2 separate regions of the Capra hircus genome follow, and region 1 is linked to region 2. A link is a contact called in public Hi-C data. All regions are on one chromosome and are shown on one strand. The core of a region is the stretch at or near the end of the contact, and the rest is flanking DNA. Distances in the headings are between cores, read along the strand shown. Region 1 overlaps GNG7 (guanine nucleotide-binding protein G(I)/G(S)/G(O) subunit gamma-7). Region 2 holds the start of GADD45B (growth arrest and DNA damage-inducible protein GADD45 beta).

Region 1 (3,270 bases), core at 744-3,243, 87 kb after region 2:
AATTTACCCCTCCTCTCACTTTCCCTTTGGCAATCATTAGTTTGTTCTCTATGTCTGTGAGTCTTTTTCTGTTTTATAAATAAATTTATTTGTATCATATTTCAGATTCCACATATTACTGACATCATTCGATATTTGTCTTTCTCTGGCTTAATTGACTTAGTATGAGAAACTCTAGGTCCATCCATGTTACTGCAAATGGCATTATTTCATCCCTTTATGGCTCAGTAGCATTCACTGTGTGTATTTACTGTATCTTCTTTATCCACTCATCTGTCAGTGGACACTTAGGCTGCTTCCATGTCTTGGCTATTGTGAATAGTGCTGCTATGAACACTGGGGTGCATGTATTTTCGAATTAGTGTTTTATCTGGAAATATATCCAGGAGTGGGATTGCTGGATCATGTGGTAGCTCCATCTTTGCTTTTTTAAGAAACCTTCATACTGTCCTCCATAGTGGCTGCACCAATTTTCATTCCTGCCAACAGTGTAGGAGGGTTGGACAATTAAGGTTTTAAAAGTATCACATGGGGTGGGAGAGAGGTTCAAGAGGGAGGGGACATACATACCTATGGCTGACTCATATTGATACATGGCAGAAACCAGCAGAATATTGTAAAGCAATTATCCTCCAATTAAAAATAAATAATTTAAAGAAATCTATTTTGCTATGCTGGAGCTGCTGCTAAGTCACTTCAGTCGTGTCCGACTCTGTGCAACCCCATAGACAGCAGCCCACCAGGCTCCCCCATCCCTGGGATTCTCCAGGCAAGAACACTGGAGTGGGTTGCCATTTCCTTCAATGCATAAAAGTGAAAAGTGAAAGTGAAGTCGCTCAGTCCTGTCTGACTCTTAGTGACCCCATGGACTGCAGCCTACCAGGCTCCTCCATCCATGGGATTTTCCAGGCAAGAGTACTGGAGTGGGGTGCCATTGCCTTCTCCGATCTCTCTTTTTTTTTTTTTTTTTGCTATACTCATAGGGGAAAACAAAAATGCACCAATGGACTTATGGCATTTAGATATACAATGCATTCTCATCCACTACTCGCCTCATTCTTTTCGATGAGCAGTTAGGACAAGCAAGTCTAACAAGCCTCTGGGGGTGGACAGTGATAGTGAAAAACAGAAAAGCAAACAGCAGGTTGAGAGGACACTGATTTATACGGAGCCAGTATCACTTCTGTATTAACTTACGTTTATGTGAAGGAAACAAAAGATACAAGCTGAGCTAAAAGGTCATCTCACTACAAGCTGGAATATGTCTTGTTTCTAAGAAGCTTCTCCAAAAATGGGAAGTTGAGTTTCCAAGGAACATTTCCACTGAATTTCGGTGAGGAAGGGGGGCCACGAGGAGGGGAGCGGAGAGGGGGGAGGAGGAGGGAGGGGAGGGGGAGGGACAGTGGGGCCGGAAAACCCGAACGCGGCGGGAGCACAAACACCACGTGGTGCTCTGCTGGCTGGCCCGCTGGCCCGGGCTGACCCCGTGGAGAGCTGCACTTTTCCTTGCTGACTCGGGGAATGTCAGTCTTCTCGAGAATCTACGCTGGGATCTGAGGTTTCAGTTTCACCAAAATAAATCCTGCGCTGGCCCAGCCCTTCCTCGATTCATCCAAATAAACCAGGCCGGGTTTCTGAGAGCATTTCAAGGGGAGATGGGTGCAGCCCTGCTGGCCTCCAGAATGCAGGATTCGGGAGCTGGCAGACAGGCCCTCAGCCCTCAGCAGCCCTGCATGCCCCGGGGGTACCAAAGTTCCAAAATTCGGGGAAGTCTGGGAATTTCTCTAAGGCTGTGGAGTAGGTTGTTCAGCAGGGTTTAGTCTGGGCCATCAAAGTTCAGAAACAACATAGAAGCACTTGAAGGAAGGGAGGTGGTGGTTTCCCCACTCCCACCCCCCCTCTCTGCCCTACCCCCCGGGGATCCCTGCCTCTTGTATTTTTTAAGGCAGGCTTCTTCATTGGTTAACAGACCTCGTGGGATGGGAACAGTGTTCTCAGGTGGACACTCAGGGTGGGTCATCCTCTGAGGGGCATTCTGGGCACTGTAAGGTGTGAAGCAGCCTCGCTGGCCCCAGCCCCTTGATGCCAGGAGCCCACTCTGGTCATGACAACCACAGACGTCCCAGACATTACCCAGGGTCCCCCGGGGGCCAGTCCACCCAGGTGAGAGCCCTGGTCTAGAAGAACTCATACTTGAACAAGCAACTGGCCTCTGTGGATTCAGCTCAAGGAACGCCCACAGTGAAACTGCTGAAAGACTGGTCTGGGGACTCCTCCCCAGTGACCCAGCCCTGGTAGGCCAGTCAGTCCCTCCTGCATCTCCTGAGGCTGTGCAGCCAGTGCTCCGGTCGGTGCTTGCCACTTGGCACCATGCATGGGTTAAGGCACAAAGGAACAGTGTGGAAAAAGGGCACAGCAACGTGGGGAAGTCTGGCTGACACCCATGGAAGCCATCAATGACCCCCTGTTACTCATCCGTGTCCTCCTCGATCAAGATCCTTCAAACGACTTGGGAAAATGTCAGCCAGGAGTTTAGAAAAACAACTGACAAAGGAACTGAACTGTGGCCTCCAAGACCGTGATAAGGTTGGAAATAGCATTCTCTCCTTGGAACTCCAGGCCTTCCAAGGTCTAGTTCGGCCTTTTTGTGGCCTTCAGGTTGGGGTGACCGCTTAATGAAAGTCCCTAATGCATTTACAACAGGATGCAATCCAGGGGCCTCCCTGGTGGTCCAGTGGTTAAGACTCTGTGATCCCACCGTAGAGGTCACGGGTTTGATGCCTGGTCAAAGAACCAAGATCCCACACTCCATGACATGCCATGCAGAGTGGCCAAAATAAAACCAATAAAGAAATCTTAAAAAATAAGATGCAATTTGCAAAAATTTAGATTACTACAATTGGGAGCAACTTGTGTTTAGGGGCGGGGGTGTTAAGGTGTGTCTCATTTGAGCGTTCAGCATCACGAATTCAATTCAATGACTATGAGCGGGACTGAAAGCACAATATGAGGGAAGTTCTGTAAATGGAGCGGAGAGGAAGTCCACCCGCCATTCTGTGAAGGCACTCACAGGGGACGCACCAGAGCAAGATGGTAATGCCCAGTTAAGCTGCCCCCATTCAGTCCCTGTTCCAGACACTCTCAGGGTGAAAAGCTTTGCACTGCGTGATGACCACTTCTATTCTTACTATTTTTAACAGCACAGCCCCTCAATGCAAGCCATCTGCTTCTGGATGTAGATGAGGTTACAGCTGACTCTTCTGAGAGTGG
Region 2 (3,436 bases), core at 342-2,841:
CACCAGGTGGCGCCGCCGCGCCTCGCAGCGCCCGGGACATTTCGCGCCCCCATGGTGGGCGGCGCGGAGGCGGCGCGATGCGTCAGCGGGACCGCAGGCCGGGGAGCTGGGGGAATCTAGCCGTAAGGCCGAGGCCAGACCCCAGGCTGGCGGGGGTGGGGGTGCAGCTGAGTCATACGGGAGCCCCCGATCGACCGTGGGAGCTAGTCCCACGCGGGCCTGCCCGCCTGGCTCGTGAACTGCTTTCCCAGGGAGATGGCGTGGTTGGCGGCTGTCCGAGCGCGCGGCCGTGCCTGGCGCACACGTGTAACTCCAGCACCAACTAACTGGGGCCTTGAATTAGTGGAGGCCTCACCAAACCTCAGTTTACCCTTTTGCATCCTGCAGATAAGCATAGCCCATGCTTCTTGGGTTCTTGGGGATTCAATGAACCGTGATACGGAGAACCTGGGGCCAAGCGCGCGCTCCATACATTCAGCGCCCCCTCCGGAGGGAATAAAAGCGGCTACCATCACAGTAAGCGCGCAAAGGTGGCAGCGCGTGGCTCACAGATGAACCGGCTCCCTTCGCCCTCTCTCGGGCTGGATTTCCCCCAACAGAGCCGCTGTGAGCAGGGGCAGTCAAACCTTGCAATGCGAGGCGCCTGCAGGGGGCGTGGAGCCTGCGAGGCCTAGCCACCTGCGCCTCCCACGCGCGCCCCACCCTGAAACTCGCCAGGTTGGAGAGGGGGCACCGGGTCTCGGCCCTGGGCTCTGCAGCCCCTGGTTCTGGGGAACTCGAGGCGACCTCCCAGACTACCAGGCGATGTTTATCAAGTGTCTCTTGTGTACTCCACTTATTAGTTAATGTTTCCTGCAACCCAATGAGGCCGGTGTGCATTGTCATAGGACGGGTGGCAACTCTGAGGCCGCCTTCGCAGCCTGCAATTTTGGGGATCTAGGCGGCCTCCTGCGACCACCACCGCGTGCTAGGCGCTTGCTGTGCATCCCTCACTTTATTTAGGACTCTGCAATCTAATGAGGCCAACTTTGCATTCCCATTAGACAGATAAGGGCAGAAACGCCCAGAAAATAAAGTCACCCAGGGGCTGGGGTCCCTGCAGCCTGGGGCTACCCCCCCTGGGCTACCCCCCCCCACCACCACCTAGGGATCGGGCTGCAGACTGGGCTCCCTCTCGGTGTAAAACTGCTGCAGAACCTGGAAAGACTCGGGCCGGGGACTCTCCGGGGACCGGGAGGGGATTCCAGGCCCCCCGCTCGAAAGTCTGGGCCGCCTCGCGCGCTGGAAATCCCGCGCGCGCCCCGAAACGCGGCGCGGCTGCCGGGAAATAGGAGAAAACTTCTGCTTTTTTTTCTCTTTTCTGGCACTCAAGTTCCCCCCGGCTCCACCCCCCCCCTCCCGGCGCCCTCCTCCCGGCTCTCGCCCCCACGTGGGGCACCCCCGGGCGGCGCCCCGCCCCCTCCCCGCCGCTGGCCAACCGCAGCGCGAATTTCTCTCGCCTTTGTGTTTTGTCCAATCGGAGGGGCGAACGGGTCACTGGGGCTACGCCCCTAACCTTCTTAGTCTATAAAAGGCGGTGCCGGCCGCCGCAAGCTCAGATCGCTGACGCCGAGCACTCGGATCTTTTGCAGTTGCTACTTGGATTATTCTTGCTGAGACACTTGCAATTTTTTCCGCCTTTTTTGGGGGTGGATTTCGCTGCCTTCCTAAGGTCTTGACGAACGCTTGGTCTCCGTGGGAAGGCTTCGGGCTTTCCAGCCTTGGATATTGCATTTTCTTCCTTGAACCTGTCGTGAGGCTGTTTTCCACTGTGGATTATAACTGCAACATGACACTGGAAGAGCTCGTGGCGTGCGACAACGCGGCGCAAAAGTAAGTAGTGGCGCCCCTGCCACCTGAGGTCAGGCTGGGCCGGGTGGGGACGGGGCGCCCCGTGCCTGGCCTGATGCTGACCTCCGCTCTCCCTTGGCCCCAGGATGCAGACGGTGAGCGCCGCGGTGGAGGAGTTGCTGGTGGCCGCGCAGCGCCAGGACCGCCTCACCGTGGGGGTGTACGAGTCGGCCAAGCTGATGAATGTGTGAGTCAGACTCTGTCTCCCGGCTGGGCGCGGGTGGGGACCCTCTCCGCTCTGCAATCTCCCTCCTGCACCCCTCTCTTGCATGGGTCTGGGACACCCCCAAGTGTCCCCATTGTGGATTGGGAATCTTTCTGCCTTTTTTTTTTTTTTTTTTTTGAGGCGTGGAGGCTGCAGTATGCTGGGGCTACATCACTTGCAAACAGTCGCCTGTTTATGTCCCTGACTTACCCCCCACCCACGCCCGGCCTTTGAACCGAGCGTCTTCTCCCCCACCCCAGCATCTGCTTGCAGATGCCATCCCCTGCACACCTGCAGTTGCTCTCTGCTTTTGCAAACTCCCCGCCGCACGAGAAGGGGGGCCCTTCCGAATCCCCAGCTGACCCACCCATCCCCCTCTGGCCCCTCAGGGATCCTGACAGCGTGGTCCTGTGCCTCCTGGCCATCGACGAGGAAGAGGAGGACGACATTGCCCTGCAGATCCACTTTACGCTTATTCAGTCCTTCTGCTGCGACAACGACATCGACATCGTGCGGGTGTCGGGGATGCAGCGCTTGGCGCAGCTGCTGGGCGAGCCGGCCGAGACCCAGGGCACCACCGAGGCCCGGGACCTGCACTGTCTCCTGGTCACGGTGAGCAAACTGGGGCTCCGCCCTGCCCCACCCCCACCCGGCACCTGGGCCCGTGTTTGTCAACAAAGTGGAGCTGGCCGGTGTGCACCAGCTCAGCGTTCAGCCACGCTTGGCATGTCCCGTGGGCAACCTGCTGGCCTCCAGGCCTCCTCACCCAGCGAGTTATTTTGAGCCAGCCTGTTTTCCCCATGGGAGCCCTGGGAGAGGGACACTCCCCACCCACTCCTTGGGGCTCCTGCTGAACCCCTCTTCTCGCCCTCCCACAGAACCCTCATACAGACACCTGGAAAAGCCACGGCCTGGTGGAGGTGGCCAGTTACTGCGAAGAAAGTAGGGGAAACAACCAGTGGGTTCCCTACATCTCCCTCCAGGAGCGCTGAGACCCTGCCAGGCATCGGAAACTCTTGCTGCCGAAAACACAAAACCACATAAATATTTGATCCCCCCTCCCTCCCAGAACAACCCCCCCAACAACCCAACCCGTGAGACCATCGGGGGCAGGATCGCTGGAGACTGAAGACAGGAGAGGGAGTGCGCGGCCGCCCCAGGGCGGGAAGCTTGGAGCCGGGGGCCAGCGGCGGCCACGGTGTGAGGAGAAGACAGGACCCGGGCCAGCAGGAGAGGGGACCCGGGAGCTCAGGCCTGGTGACAGAGCAGACGCAGGAGCCAGGGAGCTGCTTGCTTCCCCTACCAAGGAGGGCCTGGGCTCCACACTTCGGGGTGGGGTGG

What was found. Hi-C and Micro-C count contacts between places; a contact is called where the count stands out from the background.
Region 1: a contact with region 2 is called in a Hi-C map of blood, with 4 times the contacts expected there. The contact joins the enhancer-like site here to the promoter of GADD45B in region 2. A contact is called at or near these places in 3 of 5 Hi-C or Micro-C datasets (all in blood).

The regions. Positions count from the first base shown.
Region 1 is chr7:89,531,093-89,534,362 of ARS1.2, forward strand. All of the region lies in intron 2 of GNG7 (guanine nucleotide-binding protein G(I)/G(S)/G(O) subunit gamma-7), which reads right to left. Among named protein-coding and RNA genes, the nearest start is that of GNG7, 76 kb to the right of the region's middle. Within about 2 kb of position 1,994, at least 3 of the 5 cell types and tissues checked have an H3K27ac peak or open chromatin away from gene starts, as enhancers often do.
Region 2 is chr7:89,444,724-89,448,159 of ARS1.2, forward strand. GADD45B (growth arrest and DNA damage-inducible protein GADD45 beta) reads left to right here and starts at 1,592. Exons shown (of 4, transcript XM_018050778.1): 1 at 1,592-1,872; 2 at 1,976-2,077; 3 at 2,485-2,707; 4 at 2,974-3,436. The coding sequence starts at 1,829. The coding sequence ends at 3,087.